Regions from separate parts of the Zea mays genome. Here regions 1, 2, 3 and 5 are each linked to region 4. The links are chromatin contacts, called in public Hi-C maps. All regions are on one chromosome and are shown on one strand. The core of a region is the stretch at or near the end of the contact, and the rest is flanking DNA. Distances in the headings are between cores, read along the strand shown. Region 1 has its middle 58 kb from the start of LOC100383177. Region 2 has its middle 65 kb from the start of LOC103637641. Region 3 has its middle 9.1 kb from the start of LOC103637635. Region 4 holds the start of LOC100192532. Region 5 holds the start of LOC100502349.

The links. A called contact is a pair of places that touch in the nucleus more often than the background predicts.
Region 1: a contact with region 4 is called in a Hi-C map of leaf, with 5 times the contacts expected there. The contact joins the enhancer-like site here to the promoter of LOC100192532 in region 4. A contact is called at or near these places in 3 of 25 Hi-C or Micro-C datasets (bundle sheath, leaf and tassel).
Region 2: a Hi-C map of ear shows a contact between it and region 4, with 3 times the contacts expected there. The contact joins the enhancer-like site here to the promoter of LOC100192532 in region 4. A contact is called at or near these places in 2 of 25 Hi-C or Micro-C datasets (ear and leaf).
Region 3: a contact with region 4 is called in a Hi-C map of ear, with 3 times the contacts expected there. The contact joins the enhancer-like site here to the promoter of LOC100192532 in region 4. A contact is called at or near these places in 3 of 25 Hi-C or Micro-C datasets (ear and leaf).
Region 5: a Hi-C map of ear shows a contact between it and region 4, with 4 times the contacts expected there. The contact joins the promoter of LOC100502349 here to the promoter of LOC100192532 in region 4. A contact is called at or near these places in 3 of 25 Hi-C or Micro-C datasets (ear and leaf).

The regions. Positions count from the first base shown.
Region 1 is chr1:90,520,210-90,523,072 of Zm-B73-REFERENCE-NAM-5.0, reverse strand. No RefSeq gene overlaps it. Among protein-coding and RNA genes, the nearest start is that of LOC100383177, 58 kb to the left of the region's middle. Within about 2 kb of position 1,607, at least 18 of the 20 cell types and tissues checked have an H3K27ac peak or open chromatin away from gene starts, as enhancers often do. A contact at or near this core is called in bundle sheath, leaf and tassel, where this site is marked.
Region 2 is chr1:91,213,287-91,215,986 of Zm-B73-REFERENCE-NAM-5.0, reverse strand. No RefSeq gene overlaps it. Among protein-coding and RNA genes, the nearest start is that of LOC103637641, 65 kb to the right of the region's middle. Within about 2 kb of position 1,351, at least 19 of the 20 cell types and tissues checked have an H3K27ac peak or open chromatin away from gene starts, as enhancers often do. A contact at or near this core is called in ear and leaf, where this site is marked.
Region 3 is chr1:90,320,064-90,322,763 of Zm-B73-REFERENCE-NAM-5.0, reverse strand. No RefSeq gene overlaps it. Among protein-coding and RNA genes, the nearest start is that of LOC103637635, 9.1 kb to the right of the region's middle. Within about 2 kb of position 1,438, at least 17 of the 20 cell types and tissues checked have an H3K27ac peak or open chromatin away from gene starts, as enhancers often do. A contact at or near this core is called in ear and leaf, where this site is marked.
Region 4 is chr1:90,782,016-90,784,942 of Zm-B73-REFERENCE-NAM-5.0, reverse strand. LOC100192532 reads right to left here and starts at 1,274. Exons shown (of 2, transcript NM_001367478.1): 1 at 805-1,274; 2 at 1-437. The coding sequence starts at 1,241.
Region 5 is chr1:90,417,495-90,420,207 of Zm-B73-REFERENCE-NAM-5.0, reverse strand. LOC100502349 reads right to left here and starts at 1,434. Exons shown (of 10, transcript NM_001363268.1): 1 at 876-1,434. The coding sequence starts at 1,208.

The DNA.
Region 1 (2,863 bases), core at 358-2,857, 260 kb after region 4:
CACACCAAAGAAAATGAACAAACAACATAATAATATTCTACGCTTCGCTACGAGATCATAGGTTCGATAAGCACTAAAATTGTTACGGTTTAGAAGGTTTAGTTTTCAGAAGACCCACATGATTAAGTAATTAAAACTAGGTCTTGTGTTGATTTTATAAACCATGTGAGAAAATAACTTAAATAATTAATTCAAAACTAATCTAAATTATATCTTCATTAGAGATTTTATTTTAAGTCAGTTTATATTTATGAATGGTTAACTTTGATGAACTAGATCCATCTACTAAACATAGGTTGAATAATTATCTATATATAAAAATAGGTGATATAACAAAAAATAATGTTGTTACTCCGTAGACAAATTTAATACGAGACTAACACAACTTGAATGAAGTAAATCGGAGATAAAATGAACAAGTTATGATTTATTTAAACATTATAGATTTATTTTAATACCAAAAATCAATTTCTTATTCATTTTATATAAATCGGTGGACTCTTGGACTGCGGGTATTATATTCATAAATCTGAAGGTTAATATTATAAAGTTTTGGATCTATTTGTTATAGTCTCTGCGAAGGAAAGGATGTCGGGTTGATTCTATAAAAATCTAGGGCTCTCTAGAAAGATTTACATGGCTGCATAACGCTGACCGCGCGCGAGCCGATAGATCACAGATCAACGATCCACATATGCTCGGCCAAAGCGTTACTTTATCTCTAACCGGAACCGCCCGTTCAACTATCCACGACTCAGATTAAATAGTCGAAGGGGTATGCTAGGGTCTAATCCCAACCATGTGTGATTCATCCAACAACACAAGCATGTCGTCCACCCCCATCGGTCGGACCGGTGGCACAGGCCCACCCCACACAGCAGGGCATCACCGACGAACACCCATCTCAGCGCCCGAAAGCTTTCCCTTACCTGACGACTAGTGAAGAGGCATGCGCAAGAAACAAGGAACTAGGCAGGGCACCCTTACCACTGAGGTCTGATTTAGTGACCGGGGATCCTAAGGGAAAAAATCCTCTTGCTATTCAAAATTGAATTGCAAGGGTATTCCTCCCCCATGGATCCCCTAGGGATCCCTAATCACCAAATCAGCCCTGATTGTTGTGCCGAGCAATCCCGCCCACGGGGATCTGCGAATCCACGGTGGCTTGATAGCTTTGGTGAGCAATTCCTCCGCGATCCGAGCACGACTCCATCCAAGTGAAGCCACGTATGTATTGTGCACTGCATGGCGAGGGTTACTGGCCCGATTCCGAGGACTCAACATTGCCATATGCTTGAATCAACCGCGGCAGCCACTTTCTCCCACTCCCTGACCTCTCTCTGCTCACGCGGCGGTGCCTTCCTTATGTTTGCGCATGCACGGGCTGAATGGATATGGCAGTCATGAGAAGGCGAACTTGGCTTTTATACTGCCAACTTCGAAGGGAGGGGGAGGGAGAACCGTCCCTGGGTGAATCCCACCGGAAAATGGGAGCTCAGAGCACAACCGAAGTCGCGTTTGACGTGGAGTTTGCTATGGTGAAGGGGGTAGTTCTGACAATGTGGCCCCACATGTCAATGAGTGATGGTGCTACGTGGTGAGAAAGGGATGGTGTGGGGACCCCACCTGCGAGTGACGGGGACATGTTGTGTGGCCGGCCAAGGGGACCACATGTCGGTGCCAACCCAGATGTGAACACAGATGGTCGCGGTTGGCTGGGGTTCATTGGGCCAAATCCGAGCCGTCCCAATCGACTGAGAGTAGATAAGAGGTGGGCCGAGTTGAAGAAAGGTCCCGCGCGGCTAGGTAGTTTCTCTTTTTCTTTTATATTTTATATTATCTATTTTAACTTATTTAATTCAAGTTTGAATCCCAATTCAAATCAGGCCTTTGAATTTCAAAATTTATTTAAAATGAACAACCAAAGAAATTTACCAGCATCCAATGCAAAGTTCATTTTATTTATTTATTTAAGAATTTAATTTCAAATTCATAATTCACACCACCTAAAATTTAAATAACCTTTCTATCTTGGAAACCACCAAATCTTCAATACAATTCATGTAAACTACTACATCATATTTTTTTAAAATGATTTAAACACATAGCTAATATTTTATTTTCCCCATTTATTTGGTTTTAGAAAAATAGTTTCAAAGATAACAACAAATTTTTTTTAATTCAAATACTTTGTAGAACTTTTCTAATCACCACAATAGGATTTGAGGTGTGACGCTTGTCTAGGTAATCCATGAACATGTTGTTCGTCAGATACATGAAGAAAGTTGGCGCATTTGTCAGACCAAAGGACATCATTGTGAACTCATATAATCCATACTTGGTGGTAAATGCTATCTTCGGTACATCGGAAGGTCGGATTCTGAGCTAATGCTAACCTAACCTCGTATCTATATTCGAGAACACACTGGCTTCTCTCAGCTGGTCGAACAGATCTTCTATTCTGGGCAGGGGTACTTGTTATTAATAGTGACCTCATTCAAAGCTCAGTAATTTATGCACGTCCTCTTTGTATCATCCTTCTTCTCTACAAACAACACAGGAGCGGCACAAGGCGAGGTGTTGGGTCTGATGTAAACCTTCTCCAACAACTCGTCTATCTGCTTCTTGAGTTCCACTAGCTCTGGTCTGGACACTCTGATAACTTCAAGCGGATTGACTCCCTTACTATCAACAGATATCTGGTGATAGCTTCCTTTCCTTGGTTCAGACAAGATCAGCTCCACCACTACTTCTTCTCCTGATAAGTACACCAACCTCACAGTCCTCTTATCACAGCTAAGGCCACCTTGATACTTCATCAATCAATTCATACCTAAGATGACATCTATGTATACATCACGGG
Region 2 (2,700 bases), core at 102-2,601, 430 kb before region 4:
GTACCCGAAATACCCGAACTTTCATGTGTCATGTACTCATGTCATGCTTAATTATTAATTTGTACATCTATAATTATATGTAAGTGTGCATAACTTTTGATTGTAAATTGCTTGTGTTTTATATGTCCATGTATATTATTATTCAAACTATATTTTTATATTAATTTAATAGGGTGTATGTGTTTTTATGAAGCCAACACAATAATTCGGGTAGTTCGGGAATACCGAACCCGAACCCGAAATTCCGAGTACCTAACCCATTGTAATTTCGGGTATCGATTCTCAAAATCCAAAATTTAAAATACCCAAATTATTCGACCCGAAATTTTTGGATAAGCCGAACATCCACCCCTATTACGCACAGTTGTACATACCCTAGGATCATAGGGACAACTGTCTGGACTCTGGAGTGCGGTCCATGGAGTAGTAGCGCAGTGGAGAAAAACCAATGCTATAGATTGCTTCTTGATCCAGCAATCAGATCAAGCACCTTTACAGCAGCATCACACAAGCAAAGATTACTGGAGGCGGCGGCGTCCGCGTGGCTGTGGATTCACGACGGCGACGTCGGCCATTGCCTCGGCGATCCTGTGGTGGTGGGCGAGCGAGAGTTACAGCTGCTCCGCTCGTTCGATCTTTTCCAAAGACTACGATATCATGTCTTGCTAGCTGGACTCTAGTTAGTTTCCAAAAATTATTGGACCATCGTGAGAATGAGTGTAAAGAAAAAAAAAGGCGTCTGAAAGCGTTGTAGCTACTAGCTAGTCCAATTTATGATTGGTCAATCAAGACGTTCCAGAGTTTCTACTAACTGTATGCGTTCCCTTGTTTGTCTGAGGCAGCTGCAAGTATGGCATCCACACAATCTCCCGGTGGCAAGGTAGCTAACATCCACGCCGTTTTCAGCGCAGCGTTGTGTGAACCATATGGAAAGAAAGAGCAGGGCGAAGGAAACATGAGCAGAAAGAGACGGCCGGTCCATCCCGCTCCGCGGCTCCGGTAAAAGCCAGCTTGGCTTAGCCACTCCGGCTTTTCCTGGCTCGTTCAATTCCTTCCTGTGCGTGCGTGATCCGTGTGCCGAAGCGAGGCGCTGCGACCTGCGACTGCGAGCTAGCGACGCGGCGCAACGGACTGCCTCCCTGGTGTGGTGCCTGCCACCAGGTCCTCGCATCCCCCGACCCGATAAGCAGCGCGGACGGGGCAAAGCAACCGCGCTCATTCGCGCCGGAGCCAGAGAAGGAGATCGGAGAGAGGCCCCGTGGGCCGGGGCCCGGCATACGCCACACGCCACCGACAACGCATCGCATCAGGCGAGCCCATGCCGTGCTGATCCTGCAGCGACGGTGCGCGGGGAGCACGCGCGCGCACGTGGGCTGGGCCGGATCAGTTACCTGGCCCGTGTCTCGCCACCCCCGCGCCGCTCAGCTCCTTATGCGAGCGGTGGACCGATTATGGATGGCAATGGATGTCATTTATCCGCGTACCCGCGGATAAAAAATCTGTTGGACACAGTTTTGGGTACGAGTCTGTATACATGGATACAGATACGAGTAGCACTTGATATCCGTGGATATTTTTAAAACAGATAGGAAAAATCAATATCCATACCCAATTACCCGAATATCCGTTAAAATTACACCCGTCCCGCAGGCCCATGGGCCACATCGCCACAGCCCACAAGGCCACAACCGTTCTCCAATCTCCATGCTTCCATCAATCTAGCGAAGCCCTCGCTCGGCCAGTCCATTCTCCGATCTCATTCTCTCCTCCTCTGTCCTCTCCCACTCGGCCACTCCTACCGCCACCGCCCACTCCATCTCACCTCTCCCAGACCCCCGCAGTCGCTGCCCCCTACCGGTCCGGGTCCCTGGCTCCCTGCGCGGCTCCCGGGCACAGAGCGCAGATCTCCAGCTCGTCCTCAGTCCCTGCATCGCTGACTCCCTGCGTAGCTTGTCCTCAGTCCCTGGCTCCCTGCATCGCTGACTCCCTACGTGCCTGGCCGCCTGCTTCATCAGGATCAAAGAGGAAGCTCAGATCTGATTTTGCTAGACAATTTTATATTTGCTGGACAAATATGATATCATGTTTGAATTTGCTGGACAGATTCTGTATGACTTTATGTTTTTATCATATTTAAATTTGTTTGTTGGACAAATATGATATCATGTTTGAATTTGCTGGATTTAAATATTTTGTATGTGTAGTGGGCAAACGGATATATCCGCGGATATCCGTTATCCGCGGGTAACGGATGTGGATACTGTTTGTTATCCATGGTGGATAACGGGTACGAGTTCGGATATCGGATATAAGTCGCGGATATGGGTGTCCAGAGACAGTATCCGCGGATATTTTAACCGTTGCCATCCCTAGGACCGATTCTAATTCTCGAGAAATATAGCTACGTTATCACAGATCTTTAGATTCGCTTTATTCTCTCTCGTCATTAAATGCGAGAAGATGTTAAAGACTCGTCTCTTTTCCCATAAGCACAACAGAGAATACACGAGACACATGATTAAGGTTGGGCATCTTCACTGTATTATGAGGTAGTGTACATGTTGCTTATATAGAAACGTAAGACCTCTCAGAGGTAAAACCGGTATTTACCCACATAGGCCCTCGTTAGGGTTTCTTAGCACTCTGCCTTGGGTGAATACCACGACCAACACATGTCTCATAAAAACTCACAGAAACTGA
Region 3 (2,700 bases), core at 189-2,688, 460 kb after region 4:
TTTCTGGAACAAATGAGAAGATATGGTTAAGTAGCATGTTCAGTCTGATCAGTTGCATGCTTCTGTTTCTTTGATATGTTGTTTCTCTGACCGGTTGTTAACTGTTAGGCATGTGGATGTCGGCTAGCAAAGACTGTTTTTTTCCTTTTATAGTGTGACTTGTAGAAAATCTGGATGTCAGCTAGCAATCACTAGCGAGTATCAGTTGCACAGGGAGCTAGCCGACGATCCTGGTGGCTGGACATAGCGGATGGGTGCTGTTGGCACGATGGGCAAATGAAAGAACGGCCTAGGGATAGGATGGGAAACAGGAAAATACGAATACGTGCCGGTGGACTTGATTCAAAAAGCATGGTGTATTCCAAATTTATGAAGTTTAATGGCAGGGTTAACAGCCTAAACAGTTTAATGGCATATGTCAAAAGCAGAAAAAATGTAATGGCACACATCTAATTAACCCTATCCTCTAACAGTAAAACAAAACATCACTTTGCAAGTTAATATGTTCAGTTACATGAATATTCTTGCTATCCTGCCATGTAAACACACAAAGAAAAAGTAACAGTTGGAAGTTCTTATTCTTTGGACAGTTACAACAGAGGTGGCACACGTCTGCACAGATATGGTATTATAAGTATCATTACGAAGTATTTCTTTGAAGGACCATTTAGATCAGCACTCCTCTCTTCTTTCTTAGAGTGGAATGTAGCCTTCTAAATTATTTATCCATATGTTCACCAGAGCAACAAAACAATAATTATCATATCAGTATTGTGTGTGTGTACTTTAGGTCATGGGCATGTTTAACTAAAGGTCCAATTAGGATAATGCCCATCATGGAAAGTGGCTTTCTGGAAGCTTGGCGATCAGAGTTGAAGAACATGTCTGATTAGCCTTTTAAAGTATTCTCCTGGTCTGTAGTAGTGAAGTTTTATTGGGCCAGCTAATGGAACACGGGAGAAGCGGATATATTTTGAGAATCGATTTACTTTCAATTGTGGCCAGAAGTTAACGCTTTGATCCAAGGGTATGTCCCTCTTTTGCCTCACCCAAAGTGCTTATTATTTGTTGTTGTTGCTACTGTCAATGGAAGTATTGTTGTTGTTGTATTACTAATACTCCTATTCTTAATATTACTATTGCTACAACTACTAATATTGTCGTTACTAAATTTTTTTACACAAAATAGGATAATAATCATCATCGATCCACTTTTATTATGGGATCATTATCAGCCTGCTGTCTGAAGGCTTCAAAAGTTATTTATATCTATTTATGTTATAGGCAGCTTAAGCTTATGTATAGTATTTGATAGTAGCTTGTAAAGGCCCAACAACAACAACGAGCCAAGGGACATAAGCCCATCACAGCTTCTTCTTTTTCCGAATCGTATTCTGGTAGTCACGATCCAGTTAGGGTCCCAACGACGTTTCATCTTTCTTTCCCTCGCTTTCTATCCTCATATGGAGTCGCCGGCGGTCTCGCGGCCCAGTTGCCCTGTCCTGCTCACAGCGCTTCCTCGCTGATTCGCCCGCGACTGCCCGCCGCCGTGGTGCGAGCAAGACGTGACGACAGACACTCGAGCTACGGGGACGGTTGGCCGCTGACGGCAAACAAGACACCAATCCGGCAAATCATGCATCACAGCCGTTATTTATTTTGCACATGTTAGATGTTGTATATTATAACAACTAGTCGGTTACTCGTGTGTTGCGACGGCTCACAACAATACCACGTAAATTATCCACCAAAAAGATCTCAAGATTTTTTATTGATTGTCTCTGTTCTTCGCATAATAATTTTTTTATTTAACTAACCGAGTCGACATCGTGGTAAAGGAAAGACCATGTAGACATGCGATGCCGAGCTATCGAATGGATACTATAGGCAGCAAATCAGGAACCCTCATCCCTCGACTCCCCCACTTCAAGATTTCGTAGATCAAGAAGGAAAGAGGCAGTCATACCTGTTCGTTGCCGGAGAAGGACACGACGAAGACATGGACATCTGGAGGTAACATGGGTAGTATACCGCTAGATACATACAGAGAGAGAGCATGCAAGCGGAGAAAGAAGCCCAGCTAGAGCAGCTCCAAATCGAGAGACACCCGCACCAAGTGTCAGTCCGAAAAGAGCGAGAGAATGTGAGTGCCTTCCAGCCTATGGATCCGCCGAGGCGACACAACACCACCACCAACTCGTAGCATATGCCGACTGTTGCCGCGCTATAGGCCTTGGTTGTCCAATATCTCAGATCTGGACTCGTCATCGTCAAGATAACCTAAGCGTGGCAGGTGCCATCGTGTCCTCCCGGCGGCACGCACGAAGAAAAGCTAGGAGTAAGACCGACTCACCCGTACCCGTGTCGACGAGCGTCGGTCGGCTCGCGGCTGCGACCGTGGGCAGGGGTAGCAGGTTGAGGAGGAAGAACAGGGCAAAGGCCGGGAAGACGAACGGGACGTCCGACGACGGTGAAAACGATGGTGCGTGCATGCTGTGAAACACCCTCGTGGACGTGCAATAGTCGTTGGGCGGGTCGCTGTCGGGGCTTGTGTCGGACGAATACAGGGAGGAGGTGCCTGCTCCCACGCCCTCTATCGAGAATAGGTGGCGCGAAGGGAGAGGTATGAGGGGAGAGAGAAAAGAAGTAGGATGACGAACGAGGTGGCGGCAACTGAGGCGAGGACCATCATTATCGTGC
Region 4 (2,927 bases), core at 25-2,524:
ATGGTCCTGAGAAGAGTGTCCCAAATGCCAGCAAAGTAGCATCCTCAGCTTGTGAACCAGGCCCTAAAGCCTTGTACATATCTCTGCGTCTCCGGACATATGAGATCTTCTTCCTCCGTTTCAATTCTTCATCTGGTTGAAACTGATCGAACGCCCCATCATCATTCTGTTGGTATGTCCAGACCGTTGTTCTACAATCGTCATGTACATGATACACACAGCCTTTTTCACTGCCTCCTAGACCAGACAGCAAAGATCGGCATTTATTGTAGTCATCTGGCCTAGAGCTACCACCAGAAACAGCACAGCACAGCCGAGAAAAGCAAGTCTTCCGCATGTCTACACCGCACCACAGGGAGACAAAAACCCTGAAGTCGATAGTCCTAACCATTGGTTCGATTGGGGATAGATCAACTATGTCACCCATTGAAACATACCTGAATGTTAAACAAATAAGCATTAACAACAGTCCACAATGAATCGGCGATCAGTTATGCACAATGTGAAAAGTGGTTGCTCGAGGTGTGCGAGTGCAACATAGAATACTTCACTATCTTCCAATCAGAAATGACCTCACTTAATCAAAGGAAACTGAGTGATGTCATTGCCAAGTGATCTGCTATCCTTTAAATAACCGAGATTCTGATGTAGCAATAGGGTCGCCACATTGTTCCATCATTTGAGTCATTTCACAATAAGCAAGGTGGAAGCAAAAAGTGTAGACCAAATTCGAATCCAAGCAATTTCTGATACACCAGAGACCAAACGAACTCGGTGAAGTTGAATGCCAAGTCTGGTATTTACCTTCGATCCAGCAGGAGTTGCATGGTGTGGTCCCAAACAGCGGCGCGCAGCGAGGAAGGGTCGGTGACCCTGAACTTGGGGCAGCTCCCGAGGACGACGGCGTGGTGGTCGAGCACGGGGGGCACAACGAGAGTGCGGTTTAGCAGAGCGGCTGCCACTGCCGCGTTCCGCAACTCGCCCACCTGGTTGCTGAACCCGCTGTGCGGTGCGTACCACAGGAACCTCTGACCCTCGAGCTCCACTGAGCCCCCGCACCGGGGCGCCTCGCCACCGCCGGGGGCGAAGGGGAAAGCGAAGAGAGCGCGGAGCGTGGTGGAGTAGGCCGATGAGAAGAGAAGATAGGCCGGAAGAAGGAGCACGAGGACGGCCACGACGAGAGGCAGGTGCGATCGGGCGCTCCGCCTGCGCCACCGGCCGCGGTTCGCCGGCAAGTCCATCTCCGACACCTTGGAGACGAGATCTGAGTATCTGACGGCAGCGCCCGTGGTACCAACGACTCCATGGACCATGGCCCAGCCGCCCAGCCAATGACACCTAGAGATCCAGTTCCATAAGGGCCGAATGGGTAGGCCCATTTTAGTGAGCTCTAAGCCTCACTCAGATGAGATAAAGAAAACAATTGCCCAACTCAGAAGGGCCGTTGTGACCCATCTTCTGGGCTTCTGATTTTTCTAGAAGTCCATTCTATCTCCACATACTATTGCTATTTTCCCTCGAAATAATTGAGCTTCTTAATACAATTTTTTTATAGAAACCAGTTTATTTTAATTAAAAACTAAAATGAGAAAAAATTATTGCTATGTTCCAAAGCGGTTTTAACTGGTCTTAACTCTTAAAACCGTTTAAGTTACCTTCCACTAGGCTTTGAAGGGGTTTCAATATTTTCATGTTTAGCTGGCCAAATAGAGGTTTTTTAATTGAAGTATTTATTTTATAATTTATATAAATAGAGTTTTTTAAAAAAAAACTCCAATAGCTAGATAAAAGTTGATAAAAGTAGTATTGGATACAAATCTTTTGTGAAAAAAAAACACAAAATGAAAAACAAGCCAAAGTAAGCTCCTAAGCATATTAAATGTTTTGTGTGTGGAAAAGAGGGACATTTTGCTCATAATTGCAAAGCCACTCCACATAATCCTTTGCCCAAACACTTAAGACATTTCGCCTTCAATGCTCATTATTTGCTTAGAAAGGACACAAGTGGAAAGGTCAAAGTCACATTTTTAGGTCCACCTAACAAGAGTAGGCCTAAAAAGATTTGGGTTGAAAAGTCCTTGATTGAGAAAGTTGTAGGCCCCATCAAGTTTGGGTGCCTAAAAATCAAGCTTGATCTGCCTTGCGTGTAGGTGAACTATAAGACCAGTGGGAGTCGTTGGGTAATTGATAGTGGTTGCAGTTAACATAGGACCGGTGACCCATTGATGTTCACCTCTCTTGATGAAGATGTGGATGATCAAGACAAGATAACTTTTGAGAACAATTCAAATGTCCTCTTACTTGCATCTTTGAGCTTCAATTGATTGTCAGTTAGTCAATTGTGTGATCTTGGAATTCAATGTTTATTCACAGAGAAATAAGTTGTTGTGTCTAAAGTGGATGATCACCTAAGGACTTGGTGGTTTTCACCTAAGGTATTTAGATATAACAACTTAATTTGGTGGTTTTCACTTCTGAGGATGCTAACCTAAGGACTTGCCTCTTCACCAAAACATCACTTGGATGGTTATGGCATGGAGGTTGCACATGTTGTAATGGGGACACTTAAGAAGCTTCTGAACAAAGAAAAGGTTAGAGGTTTGAAAGATGTTGTGTTTGAAAAGGTCAAGCTTTGTAGTGCAGGTCAAGCTAGAAAACAAGTTGATAATATATATCCTATAAAAGATTTCATGTCAACATTAAGGCCAATAGAATTGCTTCACATGGATTTATTTAGTGCTACATCAAATGTTAGTGTTGGTGCAAACCCCTTGTAACACCCTGAATTTGGGGGTATAAAATTTCTTCTCTAATATCTACCAAATTCAGGTGTTACCCCTTGTTTCTCTATATAGAATTCTTCTCTCTTCTTTTTATTAGAGATATGTCTAGTTTGTAGGAGAGGAATTACTTCTTTATTATATCAA
Region 5 (2,713 bases), core at 185-2,684, 360 kb after region 4:
TTGACTGGAGCAGAGCCAGTAGGCGAGGGACCGTTCAAGAGCCGGGGAAAAAGATGAGCCTTTAAAAAGCTCCCAGACCCTTCAATTTGCTAAGGACAGAGTGATCCGTACCTCCTCACATTCCCACTAACCCATGCACTTCCAAAATGCCAATGCGACACAAAACGGAGGCGCCAAGACACCAGGGCGTTTGAACAAGATCCAGCTGGGAGCCCGGTTGCCCCCACCTGTCGCTGGCCCCTTCCCTGGGGAGCACGGGAAACACCACTGTTGCAAGTCGATGCAAAGACTGTTCTTTCACACTAAGCTGACGCTGTAAAAGGCGAGCTCCAATCAAAACAAGGCATCGCTTTATTCCGACAGGGGATTAGCAATTTCTTGTAGCAGTGTATATACTAGCAACTTTCCATCGTTTCCTTTACCAGGAGCGTGAGCGTGAGCATGATGAGTGCTATTGCGTTTGCAAAACGATCCCCGCCGCATATCGTGACGATGGTACGGCACGAGGTAACTTTTACAGCTGGAGACTGGAGTTCCTGTGCTCGTCTGTTCTGTTGGACTGTTTCGATCCGACGCGACGCGGAAAAGAGAGGGATCGCAGGAGACCAGCTCCACTAACTGTAGCAGAAATTTTGAAGTCGATTTGCTCGACGAAATGCGTATCGATAGCACTATTTAACGAACGATTATTATGCTCGGTGTTCCCCAGTTTTGAGGATAAAATCGACGCACTGCAATGCGTCGCTGCTCTAAACAATGGCGAGACCATTCATGGCGAAACGGGGAGGGCGGCATAAAAAAATTCGGGGGGAAAAAATCAGGCAACGAATCGAGACGAGAAGGAGAGGAGAGGAGACGAGAGCGCGAGGGGTGACCTTGAGAGGCACGAATCCGATGGGGCGCTCAGCGGCGCCCGCGGCGCCGCGCGCCACCCCGATCAGCCGGACGCCGCCCGCGGCCTCGGGACGCGGCTCCGCCGCGACGCGGCGCCGGATCTTGGAGTAGGCGAGCACGCCGCCGCGGATCGCGAACCAGCGCGGGCGCCACCCCTTGCCGATGTTGGTCCACTTGTACAGGACCCCCGCCACCGCCGGCGCCGCCCCCGCGTCCTCCGCCGGCGGGGAGCGGTCGCCGGGCGCGAGCCCGCCGCCCGAGGCCGGCCACTCACCGGCGAGGCAGCAGAGCGGGTGCATCTCCCACGCCCGCATCGCGGCCGGCCCCTAGTCTCTCTCTCTCTATATCCCCCGGACCCTACACTCACGCGGCCACCACCATTTGGCTGGCTCCTCGGATTACTCTATTCGGGCAGCGGGTTCGCTCCGGCTTGGGTGGCGACTGGCGAGTGGAGCGAGGAGACGAGACGTGGACTCGAGGGCAGAGGAGGGTGGCTAGGCTTTGGTGCGGCTGCGGCGGGCGGGCGGGCGCCAGGGCGCTTTATGCTCGCTGCCTTACGCTTAACGCCTCCGCCTCCGGCTCTCGGCTCCGCAAATAGTTGGGAACTGGCGTCTTCGCGAGCAAGGCAGCGCCGGCGCGGCAAGGCCTGCTCCTGCGCCGCGCCACAAGGCCACCGCCTGTGGCCTCTGCCTGCCTGGCCTGCGCGTGCGTGCCCGTCAATGTGGCCCCGCGTGCCGGTGGATGCGTGCCGGAGTGGTTGTTCGGCCGCGCGGACGTGGCCTAGGAGGCGTTCGCTGGCTGGTTGGGTCCCGCGTGGCAGTGGCAGTGGCAGTGGCAGTGGAAGGATCCGTGTTCGTGCCGTGCGCGCTTGGCCTTGGGTCAGGCTGGTTGGTCCGGTCAGTGGAACGGGCGTGTCGCCGGTGGGTGAGTCATTTGGGTGGCAGTGCACTGCAGCTGGGGGGCTGGGTCCTCTGGCGCTGGCGAGCGGGGCCGACCTGACAGTTGGCTCTACCGCATTGGTGTCCACTGTTTTAAACAAAAAGCCTTATTTTTATTATTCCATCCAGAGAAAAGAGGCAGCCCTGGTCGATGGTCCTTTGGCTACAACTACTGTGTTGCTAGTGGCTGGGAGTGGTATGTCTAGGAGAGGAAAGCCGAGCATCGGCGTGATGACGACCGCGCGTCGGAGGCAGGCACAGACGCGCGAATCTAGGGGGCCAAACTAGCCCCTCCCTGACCTGATCACGCGTCTCCGCCCACCAAAAACGCCGGCCCGGACAAACGAGACGTCCCCATCTCACGTACACGTACATGCATGTGTCGCGCGGCAGCCACGGTACAGTCCAGTCCAGTCCATCCAATGGTCCAAGGAAAACGTGCTCGCAGCCGGAACCGAGCTGGACTGGGTCTGGACAAGAAGAAGAATCTAGCAACTTGCTCCTGCGTCATACGCTTGCGGTGGTTGCTGCCTCGCTTTACACGGGCAGGCCAGCAGCATCCTAACCTTCCCGTCGTCCCGTCCTATTCCTATGTGACTCGTGTTCCGTCGTCGTTGCTGCTGCTGCTTTGCCGCGTCGGTAAGTTTCCTTTGGTGTGAAGCTCCCTAACCGGATCGACGACTTGTCACGCAACCAAACCAAACCGATTGAGCATCCGTCAGGCTGTTTCGTACTCATTCAAGTGGCGGGGGTCCTGTTTCGTTAAGGCTTTGTTACCACCACCACCCCCAGTTATAAGAATTTGTTAGAGATTCAAGTGGTTTATATCTCGATTATTATAATACACCAGTTTCGTATATGGATAGAATCGTATGTCGTCC